Regions from separate parts of the Oryzias latipes genome. Here region 2 is linked to region 1. Evidence: chromatin contacts called from public Hi-C data. All regions are on one chromosome and are shown on one strand. The core of a region is the stretch at or near the end of the contact, and the rest is flanking DNA. Distances in the headings are between cores, read along the strand shown. Region 1 holds the start of anos1 (anosmin 1). Region 2 has its middle 18 kb from the start of LOC111946728.

Region 1 (7,453 bases), core at 3,240-5,739:
TCAAGACGCCTCGTGAGCCGAGAAGACAATCAGTGCATATTTTCCCACAAAACGAGCTCATAAAACTTGGATTCATCCTGGCACCCTGCGTGTTATTGAGTTTGTTTGTGTGGACGTGTTGTGATACATGTGAGACATACAGCCAGGCTCAAAACAGGTTTCTATTTTTCGTTTTATCAGATTGGATTGAGACAAAAGAACAAAATCCCCCCTCAATAAATTCCCTATTGCAGGATATTAAGTCTGGATCATCTGCCGGAAAGAATTGTCTGAAAATAGAGAAACCGTGGAAAAAGAGAGGGAGCAGAGCGCCCAACTGGACCAGAAACTAAACTGAGGACACAGTGCCATCTAGTGGTAGGAAATGGAAACACATCTTCCCCATAAATCTTGACTCATAGTTTGATGACACGGATTCAAATAAGATCTCCTTCAGGACTTTGCTCTACATTTCCATTCAGATAAATCAGCTTTAACTTACTTGTTACTATTATTCTGTCCGGGTTGCTGAAACAGAGGCCTGCAGGGATTCTCAGCTGCTGCTAAAGGGGTTCTTAAATGTATGGTTTATGTCGATATAACAGCTTTCTTTTTATTGCACAACGCGTCATTGTTGTGGGGACGTGGTGACAGCCTCTAGGTTTTTCCTCACCTCTCGTACAAGAGCAATATTTTCCCAGGGAATGTTGGGAAGTTTTTCAAACACACCAATGGAAATACCTGGAAATGTGAAGGAACACAAAGGGGGGACTGTACAGCTAAAGAGAGTCAGACAGGGAAAAATAAAAAGATGTTTTCCTCATGGTGCATTTCAACAAGTTACGATCCACCATTGATTCTGCAGGGAGAATCTGACTGTGCAGCACTGTGGGGATGGCGTTTTAATAGAAACCTATAGATTCCACATCCAGACTCAAATTATGGGGGATAGTTTAATCAATATCAGCCAAAAAGATGTTCCCTTTTAAAAGGGGTTTAAAGCTTTCATAAAACAGGTCCATTTTCCATAAAAGGATGCCTGTTTGAGGCATCAACCAACAGCAAATTAATTGTTGTTTCCCTCAGTTTCTACTCTTCATAGTCTTTTTCACCACATTTACTTCAATTGATTTAGATTTGATGGTTTTTTTGCTCGAGCAGATTATTTTGGGATTTTTAATTCGGCAGAAAAAAAAACTATTTTTGCGGTTTTCTCATTTTGTTCAGTTTATCATGCAGGCTGCTGCCTATCTAAAGGCCTGTTTACAGAGTCCCGATGGCAGAAGAGGATTAATTCATGACTGCACGAGTTGAACTGATTGAAAGCATGTTAACACAACTACAGCATCTTAAAAAAAAATCCCCTCCAAAAACCCAAAACAGCCTTAATCTGGAATAATCTGTTGTCTCCTTTGTTTACCAGGTCTTGCAACAAAAGCGCGTGGCCTCCACTGATCCCTGCGGCCTCGCATCAAAGTGCAAGTCCACCCGCACCTTGGAGCATCAAAGATGCAGGCGTCTTTGATCGCAGCGACCCTTCTTTGTCTGCGGCATGCAGGCTGAAAACCAACACAGCTCTGTTATCTTCCTTAGATGCTTTAGAGAGATCATGTGACAGAAACCCCCTACTTTTTCTTTTTTTAGCTCTGGGACTGCAGCCAGGCCCCCCACCTTCTTACCAGCACCTCCAATCATGAGTTAGGTTGTTATCTAAAGAGGATATTGAGTCATCAGGTTGACATAAAGCGTTGCAGAGAGCTAAATTGCAGTTTTAGTGCATGCTAATTTAAATATTCTCAGTAAGAAATAGATTCTGGTTCATAGTTTTGGGCGTAAATTGAGATAAATAACTTTTCAGTTTGGAAAAGAGGCCGACGAATGACTTACTACTGTGTAAATACTCACCGTACAGAGTTTAATGTCACATAACATACGACTTGTCAGCCTTTCCCTGCATATGCAGGTCTATTAATAGATGGACTTGTCAGAATGGACGCTCATTTATTTGGGCTTTTTTCAGACAAATTTACAGTCTTAGTTGCAGTGCAAGCCTTTCCCAGTCAATGAGAGCTTGGCGTCAAAGAGATACGTGTCCCACAGGCTGCAGGAGACATCAGGACCGCACACAGACACCCTGTTTCCTTCACTGCACACCATAAAACCTCCCACCACACATGGCTGTAATAAGCACACAAATTAAGCCATTACGCCGTTTTTTTAAGGTACACAGACATCCGTGTTTAAACGCTTTAAGAGTAGCGGGGGATATCTCGCCCAAAGTTCCATTGTGGGCCTGGGACCACCAGGGAAATGGGTGTTCATCATTCTTATCACTGGGGAGCTCTGTTTTCCTTTGCATTTTGCTGAACTGTACCTCCTCTCACTGAGAGGAGTGAGGACTTTTGAAGAATTGATGCGTCTGGGATTTGAAGGGACGTGTGAATGTGGGCGTGTTTCCTGGGATTCCAGCAGAGACACGGGTCAGGCCGATTGGCACAGCTGGCCCCCAGGCGAGACTGCAACTTCAGCCAGACCTAATGATGGTGTGCGAGCGAGTCCTCGCTCCCACTCTGCATACAATTAAAAAAAAACACCTATAAAACTTCATTACGCTGCTGCTGTAATGGGGTTCAGGAAAGTATTCTGGGAGCTGACAAAAGTTGGGGTGTCTTTAAACCCTTCAGGGAACTTTCTAATTAAAAACTCAGCTCTGTAAATGCAGTAGCGAGAATTTGAAGCTTTTCCTACATGTCATATTTTCTCCATACCTTGGGCGATGAAATGCTGCCAGAAGTTGGGAGTCCATCTTGAGGAATTTATTTGGGATGGTTTTAATAGTTTTCCATGTAAGAATTGTTTTTCCAAGCTACTGTGAAAGTGGGAGGCGAGAGCTTAAGGGGGAAAGGGCTTCCCTGGGATGTTGGCAGGCGTCTCCAAGGCCACATGTGGGGGTTGGATGCAGAAAAAACCTGCAACATTTCACATGAGATCTGTTAACAACTCCAACTTTGTGTGGACGCTAACAAAGACAGGTGTGTACTTTGGCGCATGGAGTTTGGACGTACTGGATCACTTCTGGAGCTGGTTCTCTTTAAGAAATGATGAAAAAAGTTTGTTTAATAATTTGTTTATAATAGATTCCATATCATTTTGCATCAAAATTCAGACTTCTCTAGATCAAACAATTGACCAGACAGCAAAAATAAATATTGGAAAACTTTGTCTTTTATATTCTAGTGTTCTTTTAAATGTATTTTAACTCAGTTTAATCACAAAAATGCCAACACAAACTTGAATTTGTCCTAAGATACAACAGAAGGAGCAAGTAGAATCAAATTATGACTGTTGTAATGAAAATTATTTAAAATAATTCCACATATTTGCTATTTAATTCATTCCTGATCATACCGTAAAGCCAAATTGTCTAGACTAGGTTTTAAATATCGCATATCTGTGTGAGCGATGGCTTACATGAAAACATTTGCAGTGAAATCAGCTGTACCCAGCATCAATGTTTCATGTCAGAGTCTAAGGTTTCACTCATGGTTGGTTCTGCATACTTTGAATAGGGATAAAAAAAATAAAATAAAAAAATAAACATATGTTGACACCATTTTTTTAATGGCATGTTATAATGATAGCATCCTTCCGCTAAGAAATTATGTCAACTTTGTCTGAATTGAAACAGATAATTACAAAAAAAATAAGTACAAGTTCACCCAAAGTTGATCTGATCTATAAAAATCCATACGTGATTGAAAGACATCGGCTCTGATTTAGCACCATGGGGCAGGGAGAATATCAGTGGGGGCAAGTCTGTGTGGACTGAGAGCCGGGGGTGTCATGTCCCTCCGAGCCCCTAAAATGTTTGGAAAACCATCCTGTCAGTGAATCTATCTTCTCCTTTGAACTATTTGATGTCTTGTAAACTTTATGTTCAATGCTCTTCCTGAATGCCAGGCTTGGGACAGGCACAGCAGGACAGTCCTTGTCCTGTTGACGCTGCATTCATCAGTTTTTTCTTTTTTATTTCTGTCTATTTGTCCGTCCATCCTTACGTTATTTTGTCTTTAATTTGATTTTGACTTAATGTTTTGTGGGTTTTTTGTTTGTTTGTTTTTTTGTGGGTTTATATATATTTCTAGTTAATTGTCCATGCTTTTATCTGGCTTTGCATTGGAAGTCATTAGATATTTAAAAAGTCTTAATAATCTTTAAAAAGAAAAAGCTGAATTTTTCCTACCTGTTCAGTTTCGCTCCTATTTTGAAAGCAGATTGTTCTGTTTATTTTCATGTGTTTGTTTGTTTTCTATTCATATAAAGCTGTAAAATAAAAACACTAAAGATATAAATCTCCTTCCAAACACACTTTCTCATCTCTGAAAGATCTACCTGCCTCTGGTCTCCTCGTGCACGTCACTCAGCGCCGGATCGTCCAATCACAGCGCCTTCAGGCCAGTGGCTCCTCCCCCCCGTATAATTGAAGTTTCTTTAGTTTCTTCGGCGGAGCCTGCGAGCAGTGTCGTCCGCTCCGTGGAGGGATTAAAAACCCAGCAGCGGGACGATGTTTTCCAGAAGCCTGAAGCTGTGTGCGAGCCTGTGTTTGTGGATTACGGCGCTGACGAGCCCGGGAAGTGTGTCCGCGAGGAAGCAGGACGACTCTTTCTTCACTGCCAGCATTTACCGCGCGAGGTGCGCCTCGCGGTGCCTCAGCCTGCACATCACGCGCATCTCTGCGTTCTTCAAGCACTCCCAGGTACGAGCTCGGAAACCAGAACCCCCACCACCGACACCTCCAGCCCCGGCGGTGTTGACGGATCCAGCGCCCCGCTCCCCCCCTCCGCCGTAAGGGGAGGGAGCAGGTCACAGACCGAGCTCCGGTTCTGGTCCCACTCCTCCCTCCCAGCATCCCCGTGAATTGTTGAGTTGTTTGCAAAGTTGCCACGCGCGCAACCCAGGCAGAGCGGGACGTTCTGAGCTGCAAACTGCTCTCCTGCCGTTTGCTGCATCTTTTGCCTCCCAGCGCGTGCTGCTGGATGATGCAGATGGAGAAAGGAGCCGCGTGGTGCTGGCTGACATGGTAATGTGGTGTCCAGTGTGTTTTTCACCCTCCACTGCGCGCTCCGTTCTCCCCCAGGACCCAAAAGAAAAGATCCGGACACTGATCCCTCTTCCCAGCAACAGCAGCAGCAGCAGCAGCAGCAGCTCAGCAGCAGCAGCTCTCTGTGCCTCTGTAATCACTCCACTCCTGTCTTGTCTTTTCTTAAAGAATCCCTAAGTGTTTTTGAAGTATTGTGGATCAAAACCTGCTAGTAATGAGGTTTTAAGGAGTTTGTTTGTAACTCATTGCTTTTGCTTTGAAAAGCATTTATTGATTTCACCAGCCCTTCTGTCTGCAGGTTCACCTCTATGCTTAATTATGGCCTTTAAAAAAGTAGAGTATTAGGGAGTGATGCAGGACTGAGTGAGGCTGAACTGTAATGAACTCCCTGAAAAATAGAAGCAAGAGAAGGGATGGAGAGCAGGCAGCGCCTCTCAAAGTGCATCTTGGCAGGCGGCATCAGGGATTTGTTTGGAGAGGAATCCCGGGGGTGTGATGCAGGCCAAGGTCGAAAAGTTGGAGAATTAAATTAGTCGCCGGGTAAGAAGTCAAGCGGCTGTTGGAGCTTGGCTTCTAATGAACAGCGAGCAGTCAGCATAATTGACTGCAGAGCCTGGGAGTCTGAGGCGGTGTCCTGCCGAGGGGGAGGGAAAAGAAGAGGGAGGCACTTGTCTGAAGAGCTTGGTGATAAGCGAGGCAGACCTGCAGGTCCGAGGAGGGACGGCGATTGTTGAGGACCTGCTTTGTGTTCTCCTTTCATCTGAAGGAGTGTGGGGTCTGGTCAGCTGCAAAAACATATGGCCGACCTGCAACAACCCTCCCTCCTCCTCCTAACGTCCACCAGCCTCTGCCAATAAATGCCGGGGTCACACCTCACAGGCGCGTACAAGGAGCTGCCCCGCCGGGGGGGGGGGGGGGGGGGGGGGGTCATCTTCCTGCTGCACCTCGCCGCCCCATTGTGCTGAATGTGAGGAGCTCTTTTGCGATGTTATCGCCATGTTGGAGCAGTCAGCACAACCTACAGGTGGATCCGCTTCCTTTTTTCAGATCATTGACTGTATATGAGAAGTGGACTGAGTGACCCCCCCCCCCCCCCCCCCGTGTTCCAAATAGTCTGCAAAAAGCAGGAACCTGTTTTTCAATTTCAATTTTGTTATTATATTTTTTCTGTTACTCAAATTATAAACTGACCAATCCGATGCCTCAATTAAAGGGCCAATGTCATGCTTTTCTTAAACGTTTTATAGTAAACTATATCCATATATGTGATAATATATTACTTTTGGCACACGAAAGAACAATTTTAAAAAACATGAAATCTTAATTATTTTCGCAGCTCATTTTCCTACCCAGAAGTAAGACTGCTCAATCTCTGAGGCTCCGCCTTTCCCTCCTTGTGGCTACCGCTCATTTCATGATGTCAACCTAGAGTCGGGGTCGGCGGCGTGTCTGCGTTTCACGCACATTTGAACTTTTGCAAAGATAGATGTGCATATTGTGCATAAAAAAAGAAAGCATTTAGGTTATCACCGCTAGCTCTGTGGAGAAAGTGGGTGTTAGCGCAGACTCTTCCTGGAAGGGGCTGTGACGTCACAGCCCCTTCCAGGAAGAGTCTGCGCTACCACCACCGCCCCCAGGCTAACACACACACACACACTTTCTCCTCTTCCCCACACTCATAACGTGAAAACCATTTTCGCAGATTATGAGGGACTGGTGCTCAGAGACCACTGAATAGATTAAAACACTGCTTTCTGGTTGTTCTTTGTGAGGAGTGAACATTATCATAGTCTTGAAAGCTCAAAATGTTGATTTTTGCATGATGTAGGCCCTTTCAAGCAGATGGTGTCACGTCGAACAATCAAAACATTCATTTGACCGATTCTTTCAAGTGGAAGGGGTGTGGATTTCCAACAAGCTCACTCCTGATTGGTGAGAGTGGTTGCCATAGAAATGTTGACTCAGACCAACTTGAACCAATCCCTGCTTAGAGATGATTTTTGGTTCAGTCCATATTGCAGAAAAATGGCAATTGAATTGAATTCATTTGGGAGGAACTGTAAATTAGTCATTTTCTATAGGTGCCATCACAGGCCAGTTCTCATATACTGTCTATGCTCCAGATCCCATGTCAGCGAAGGGCCACTCCGCTGATCAAGACCGCTTAATTCAGCTCGGACACCCTCATGGGGCAGAAAGAAGACTCTTTCCATTTTAGCTGGAATGAAAAGCTTCTCCTGAATGTCTCTTTCTTCCCAGTCCTTCATATTTTACGGCCGCTTCTCGGTATCTGGTAATCCATCCGAGCAGCTACTCCTTTTCCTCACCGTACAGGAGATAATTGGCTTTTTTAACGCATTTACCAGCTGGATG
Region 2 (7,453 bases), core at 1,753-4,252, 73 kb after region 1:
AGAGGAAGAGAAGACAACAAATCCAAGACGGACGAAAAGCTGCAAACACATAAAACCAGGCTTGGATGACAGAAAGGTTGTCCATGTTCACGCCACAGCAGTCATTCATGTAAACAAACCTGAGTGTCACACATGTTCATACTTTCAGTGGTCCAAGTCTTTGAATTGACAGAAATTATGTTTCTGAGTCACGGAGTAAACAAAATTGGAACATTTTGAGTTATATAAAAGTAAATTTGAAGCATTCTACATCACTTTTAGGATAGACTTACTCGTAGTACACTTAGACTACCTTTATGTAAAACTATTTTCACAATAAACGTATAAGTTTGTGTGTCGTGGATAAAAATGTAGCACAGAATATTTAAACTAAATATTTTCATAATAATCCAATTTATTTAGAGGAATTTAGATTTTTCTGGATCAGGTTAAAATTAAACAGCTAAATGTTTTTTGTTTTGTATTGGATTGTATTTCATCAAAAGTAGCAAACACAATGTTATCAAAGGATACTTAAAGGAAGGTTTCTCTCACTTTTCTGTCACTTTAAAAGCCCATAATAATAATAATAATTTCCTTTTTTTATTTTACTACTTTGTTGTTCTTTACATCTTAATTTATAGAAAACATTGACCATTTTAATTGTTTCCACAAAATTCTAAAGTCTTTTATTTTTTTTACATTTCTAGTTTTGTAATGGATGATAGTTTTCCAGTGAACATCCCTGTTCTTTAAAATAAAAGTACAATATTTCTGATGACAACAATGACCCTAAAAGTCATTAGATTACTTGTTAATGTGGAAATTGTTGCTTTTCTAGTGTTGTTTGAACTTTGGGTCAAAAGGTAAGACAGAGGTCCCGCTTTGTTTGTGTTTACAAAGAACATGTCACACGAGGACTCCTTATCTGTATCCATCTTTAGCCGACCAAACATCAATTCCTGCAGAAGTGGAGATCAAGCAAGAAAACCCCATCCATCTGCCCTTGGTGTTTTTAATCCCCCTGATTAAACTTAATCCCCTTTCGTGCCCTTTAGTGAGAATAGACACATGTTGACCTGCGTGACCCGCTCTTAATTAATGAAGCAGGAAGTTTAGACTTAGTTTCAGTTCAGCTCTTTCTGAAGGTAAAAAGTCAAAACCCAGCAGCTGGCTCTTTCAAACATGGCGTTAAGAAGCTGGTGTCAGAGGGTTTCGCCTGCCAGGCATGAGTGGTGGAGAAGGGAAACTTTCTGTCTGCTCTTTTCTTTTTTCTCCTGTGAAGTTTCTGAGCGGGGTCGGTAGCCGGGCCTCAGAGGTGAAGCAGAGTTCACAGGTCAGCTGTACCCAGGAGGGCGGACGGCAGCGCAAGGCCAGGACCCAGGCTTGGGGACAAGAAAGGGGTCAGGGGTTGAGTTCAGATGGAATCCACAGAGGATGTTGCAAAAAAAAACAAAAAAAAAAAAACCACACACACATTGTCAGGGGACAACAGAGCTTCCTCCAGGCAGTCACACAGCGCTGAAACAGAACATTTGAACATTTTGCCTCTCAAAATCTTTCTCATAGTAAGAAAAACAACTTTATTTAACTCAAAACTCCTATTTGGATTTGGAAATGGTTTTTTTTCAAGCAATCAAAGCAGAAATAAGACAAAAACAAGACAGAAATTTACATCTATACAAGGATAAATCAAAAAGGAAAAAATAAAAGACAACATAGGATACTTAGTCATAAAATGATTGGAAAATACACACACAATCATAAAAAGAAATAAATAATTCAATCATAAATAAACATATTAGCACTTTTCATATAGTTCATGACACAGTGTAACTATTAAATGTTTAGATTGTCAAAAAGTGTTCAATAGATCCCCTGAAAGCGATTGGGAGGAAGCGAATTTATGTAATCGCACCACTGTTTTACTTTACTTAACTTTTTTTTTTGTTTCTTTACCTGGATTTTTAGAGTAACAAAAAAAAGTTCTTTTGTCAGAAAAAATGACCAACAAGGATTTTTAAAACTCATACTCTTCATACTCTCACATGAGATTTAAATTTACGGAAGAGGATTACGGCCATGGAAAGAAAATAAAGGGCAAAAAAAGAATTCTAACTATAATTATAAAATTCTGACTTTTTCCTCAAACTTCTGACTTTAATCTCAGAATTCTGACTTTAATGAGAACATTCAATTACATTTCAGAAAGCTGCATTTTTTTCTCAGAATGTTCTCAGAATTCTGTGAAATCCAAATCAAAATATGAGATGTAAGTCAAAATTCTAAGAAGAAAGTCAAAATTTGAGTATTTTCGTCTTTCTGCTTGCTCTGATCTGTAAAAATCTTTTTTCTTCTACACAGCTTCATAGCATTTTTCCTCTTTTTATCCTTTAGCAAAGGCGTTTAAGTTCCCAGGCGAACGCTCCAGTGTTGCTGATCTTTGACATACCGTTACTTTTCAATAGTTTACACAATCAACTCCAATTCCAGCAGGAAAGTGCCACTTTTCTCCGCTTCAGAATCCACTGGAATTACATTGATTGCATAAACAGTTGGACAGTATGTGAAAGAGTGATTCTTATTTAGATGTGGACATCTCTGCGGTAAAAGGGTTAAAAACTGTGACAGTTTGACCTTCAGGCTAAAAGCTAAAAGTGCCTTCAGGCACAGAAAGATGACGTCAGAGGCCATTAATACTCCTGACAAAAAGCCCTGGTATTTATCAGGAATATTTTAGAGTTCATCAATTCAAAACGTGGATGAAATTCACGATAAAAAGCAGCTTCAATCAGCAACTGTTGGCCTCTCCTCCCAGAAACTTTCCTTTAAAGTGGGATAATCGCATTTTTGGTGATTATTTTGTGTAAAGACGCTGATCTGAATACGTCCAACAAATGGCTCATGAACCACAGTGTTTACATAGTGAATCTGGAGCGTTTCATCCTGAGTGTTGGAGTGTGTGGTTGTGCTTTAAGGCTAAGAGCTCATTTCCATCCCGCATGATCACAGGCTCCATTGATTGGTACAAAGAGCAGAATGTTGGTTCAACCCCGTGGCGCACAGCGGAATCTGGACGTACTTAGGGTTCCAGCATTCAGGTTTTTCATGCAGATTCGCCGCTAAAGGCTGATGTTGCAGGCAGCTGGTTCTCATTAAGAAAATATGATGTCAAGTGGAGGATCTGGCTGCTGAAAGTCAACTGCTCTTCATCTGATCACCCGCAACTTTTGGCAAACACCAGCCACACAGAGACCAAAGAAGATCCTGAAGATTTTTACACAAAATTATGCATCATATTTTGACTTTATCCTTTTGATATGCATGTTTTTTTAATATTTGCATACATAGATCATAAACTCCTAAGAAAACAACTCTGGAGTTTTTCTATTTTTTTAAAAAGAAATTAGGTTTTCCAAATTCGAGGACTTGGGTTGTTTTACTCGTTTTCATTTCAGTCAAGGTTTTGTGTTTAGATTTTCTTGTTCAGCTTCTTCAAATCAGGTTAACCTTTGTCATTGCTGCAGCTGTTTCCTTAGTTGGAGTGCACTCAAAGTCGCCTCATGTCACCTTTTGGCTCCCATGTCAAGTTAAGGTCTGGTTGTGGCTCACAGTTTATCTTGTTTTTTTGTCTTTTGACCTTTAGCTTTTTTTAATTTTTTTTTCTACTTTTCCCAATCAAAATGAAACAAATGGTTTCAAAACAAGGCAGCACACTTTCCTTAAAAACCTGTCCTACATAGATTGTTTTCTGCTCTGTAGTCTATAATTCTTCTACGGAGCCCTTGTCCTGACATAAAGATATTAAAATATATCTTGTTCCCTCAGATTAATATCTTTATGTCAGGACAAGGGCTCCGTATTCTTCCACTAGGGGCAGTAGAAGAGCTTTTCCTGCTCAGTTCAAAATGGCTGTTTCTAGAAAATCACAAAAGCACTTGATGGCAAAAGTTTAGCTAATTTTCTAAAACTTTATTGTGAAAAAAATCATTTTTTATAATAACTTATTATTAAATAATACAACATTTATTGACAACGAAGTCTTTATAATACAGTTATGTCATGTAAAAAATGTGTAGATTGTGTCGTGTTAGTATTTTTCTTGTGAAAAACCCCCAGCTGAGGACAAAGGACTATTAACGACCCAAAACCACATAGGCTAAGTGGACAACACCTCCAGTTTCAGGTCTAACTCCTCCCCCAATGAGCGCATATATACCAGCTCTTAGACCAGCTATTTCAGAATTGACAAAGCCTCTTGGATAAGAGGTGAAACGTCTTCCAACTTTAAAACCAAGTCCAGATGACATCCCCTAAACCTACTACAATTTTTCTTGTGAGCAACAATTGACAAAATCACCCCACAAATACAAAAATAATATTTATTAATTTCTTTAAAGACATTTTTTCAATAATTCTAAAAGACATGTTTTTTTTCAATTAATTTGATGTAATGGGGTTCACAGGGATACAGTCTAACTTATAATAAAATAAAATAAACCCTTTTTATGGTAGGTCAAAATTGCAACCTCTGTGCCAGCACAAGTTCATATAAAACATATTGGCAATGAGTGTCAAGCCTCCAAAACAGTAAATTTTACAAACTAGGAGACTGAATTTATTACTCAAAAAACCCACAAAAATTTAATTGCAGGTCTAGTCAAACATAACATTTCAGTTTATTCCATTTACAGATTGCACTTCTTCATAAAAAGTCATCTGGGAATACTTAACAGTAAAAGCAAACAAACTAAGTACAAGTCCAATTAAATGCATTAAGTTCATCCAGTTATAATCCTCTTTATTATCATCCAGTTCCAGTTAATGATAACTGTATTCACATGATGCCAGAAGTGGCCTCTCCCGCAGACTGAGTTTCTGCATTAGTCAATCATCTTCAGCATGCAGGAGGTGATGAGCCACAACTGAGAGGAAGGACTTCCTGAAGGCGGAAAGGAGCTCCGGCAGAAACACTCCCAGCAGACTTGTCAAAAACACAACGCGTCTTATTGTCTTCTTAAGCTGTTTTCCTTGACCTCCAGGAAAAATGTCTCGAGGTTGAGGAAACGTTCATGAGAAGGTGGAGCGAGTTAGAATAGGGTTCCCCGAAAAGGACTTCACTGCATACCTTCTCAGAAAAGGAGTGTTATTTATATTATATGTGAGGACTAAATCTATAATAACATTGTTGATATTTAAAACGAAAACGGTACGGATTCAATCTTTCAAATGTTGGCACTATTATGCCAGAGCAATCCAAGGTAAATTAGAACCATTACATTTCATAGTCTTCATTGATTTTTCTCTTTTTCTCAGCTGATTGGAGTTAAGTGAAAAGGAAAACACTAATAAAAAAATACAAAAAATACACTTGATTTTTTTAAAAAAAAGGGCGGTGGTGTATAAAAATTATTTTGGAGTTCTATCAATGCATCCACCATATATCATTATGGTTACTTCAATATCATTATATATATAATGATATTGAAGTGAAACTCAAGAGTTATGCATGTTTTAGCATACGGTTGTTCACATGGTCTGCTGTCTGCTGCCTGATACTAGCACATTTACCTGCAGTTGAAATGGAGCAAGTGGTGCAAATCTTCCTCCAGGCTTTTTCATTCACAGCTGAATTCCAATATATGAAATCTAGTTGTCATATAATTCCGGCCGGGCACAAACTGCGATTATTGGTGTCTCCTTCATGATCACTTTTCAAACGGTTGGGACTTCCGTGGCTCTACCCATCCAAATCCAAGTCTCTGCTTGGTCAAAGTTCAACTGATTTAACTTCAGCGTGAGTTCAATGGCTAAGCGTATTGTACATAGAGAGTCCCAAAAACAGACTTGAAAACTAACGTCGCGACACCGGGATGGGAGAATTTTTGAACGCAGAATCTTGAAACGCATGTTACATAAACTTTTCATTGGACGTTGTCGCTTGAATGTGCGTCGCCGAGCCCAGTGTGAATGTAGCATCAGTCACAACTGCCCTTACGGTTGGATATGGGCTGTTTGTATATCAAGGTCGTAGACTGTTCGGTATATCAAGGTCATAGACTGTTCGGTATATCAAGGTCATAGACTGTACGGTATGAAGGTCGTAGACTGTTCAGCAAGCCTGTAGAGCGGAATGCTGTGGGTGAGGGGTCGTAACAAACACTTCAACCACATGATAGAGGGAATTTAGGATAAAGTTAGTGAGATGCTGTGCAATCGAGAAATTTTGACAATCAGGCCGTAGTTTGTGGGGGATCTCTACGGGCACGTACCGATGACCTTTCCTGCACACCCCTCGCATTTATTTGCACGCAGTCTGTAAGGTGCAAATATTACACATCTTAGTAACAACTAAAGTGTGGCGTAGGTGCATCATACAACAGTCTCACCTGTATGTTATAGTGTCTCAATACTTCAGGACACACTTGCCACGCGCTCAACAATGGTACGTTCTTATTTCATGACGTCTCTTGAGGTGCCCAAACCTCAAAGGAACTGCAAGACACACCTGAGCTCCCCTTAAGATGCAACTGCTCCTATCCATGACCCTCCAAAACCCCCAAACACCCACAGGAACCACATGGTCCACCTGCATTCGGGTGGCTAAGGCTTTACTTGTAATTTTGAGGGTAAGAAGACTTCAATCAGCTTCGCACAACTAAAAGTTTATTCCCCTGCTGAAAAATCTACAAATTACGATTAGATGAATGTGCTCTCCTGTGAATGCAACTGAAGGGCTTTCTTCAGAGTTTAAGGATAATGTCTGGGATCAGGCCAGAGGCTGATTCATTGCTCTGAAAAGAAGATACCGAAGGAAACAACACTAAATTTTTACGAGGGGCTTGAAATGTCTAAATAACCGGTGAAGTCAATGTTAGATGGATCATTTCTGGCTTGCTTTCACTTACTGAAAGTCCAGATTCTCCGTCTGATGAAGCAGGAATTCGCTCAACATCCAATCATTTATTTACTTGACTCTCTGACCTCGCTCAGCATTCTGAGTACACCTTTGCCATTTACCATTTGATAATCAAAAATGGGGCAGATCTAACACACAAACAAGCTCGGAGGTTTAGCCCCTATTTTTTCAGGTTGTCGACAAAATGAAGCACAAATGTCACATTTTGCTCATAAATTCTTTGTCTTCATGCACCATTGCGAGCAGGCTTTTCCAAGCCCGTTTGCAACATAAACAGTTCCGTTTGCATTGAGGTGTTGAGTGGAGCCAAGATTTAGGTGAGCTGGGGGAAATCTGTGATTCAGTGTCAGGACTGGCCGTACCGCGCCTGTAACACGTTTATGACACTCCGGAGGAAAAAAAAAACGAAAACACATGCCGCACATGTTAAGGAGATTTTCACAAGTCGGCCTAACAAGAGATGCGATCAAATTCTCCACGCTTGGACGACATGTCGTTGTTGATTGCGTCCATCTTTGCAATAAATGATCGTGTCATCCCTTTTTCTATTTAAGA

The links. A called contact is a pair of places that touch in the nucleus more often than the background predicts.
Region 2: a Hi-C map of embryo shows a contact between it and region 1, with 1.9 times the contacts expected there. The contact joins the enhancer-like site here to the promoter of anos1 in region 1.

The regions. Positions count from the first base shown.
Region 1 is chr21:24,152,337-24,159,789 of ASM223467v1, forward strand. It overlaps anos1 (anosmin 1), which reads left to right and starts at 4,490. Exons shown (of 14, transcript NM_001104849.1): 1 at 4,490-4,735. The coding sequence starts at 4,544. It overlaps LOC110017355 (a long non-coding RNA gene), which reads right to left and starts at 4,476. Exons shown (of 3, transcript XR_002292718.2): 1 at 4,372-4,476; 2 at 2,748-2,948; 3 at 836-2,549.
Region 2 is chr21:24,226,464-24,233,916 of ASM223467v1, forward strand. No RefSeq gene overlaps it. Among protein-coding and RNA genes, the nearest start is that of LOC111946728, 18 kb to the left of the region's middle. Within about 2 kb of position 3,003, at least 1 of the 8 cell types and tissues checked has an H3K27ac peak or open chromatin away from gene starts, as enhancers often do. A contact at or near this core is called in embryo, where this site is marked.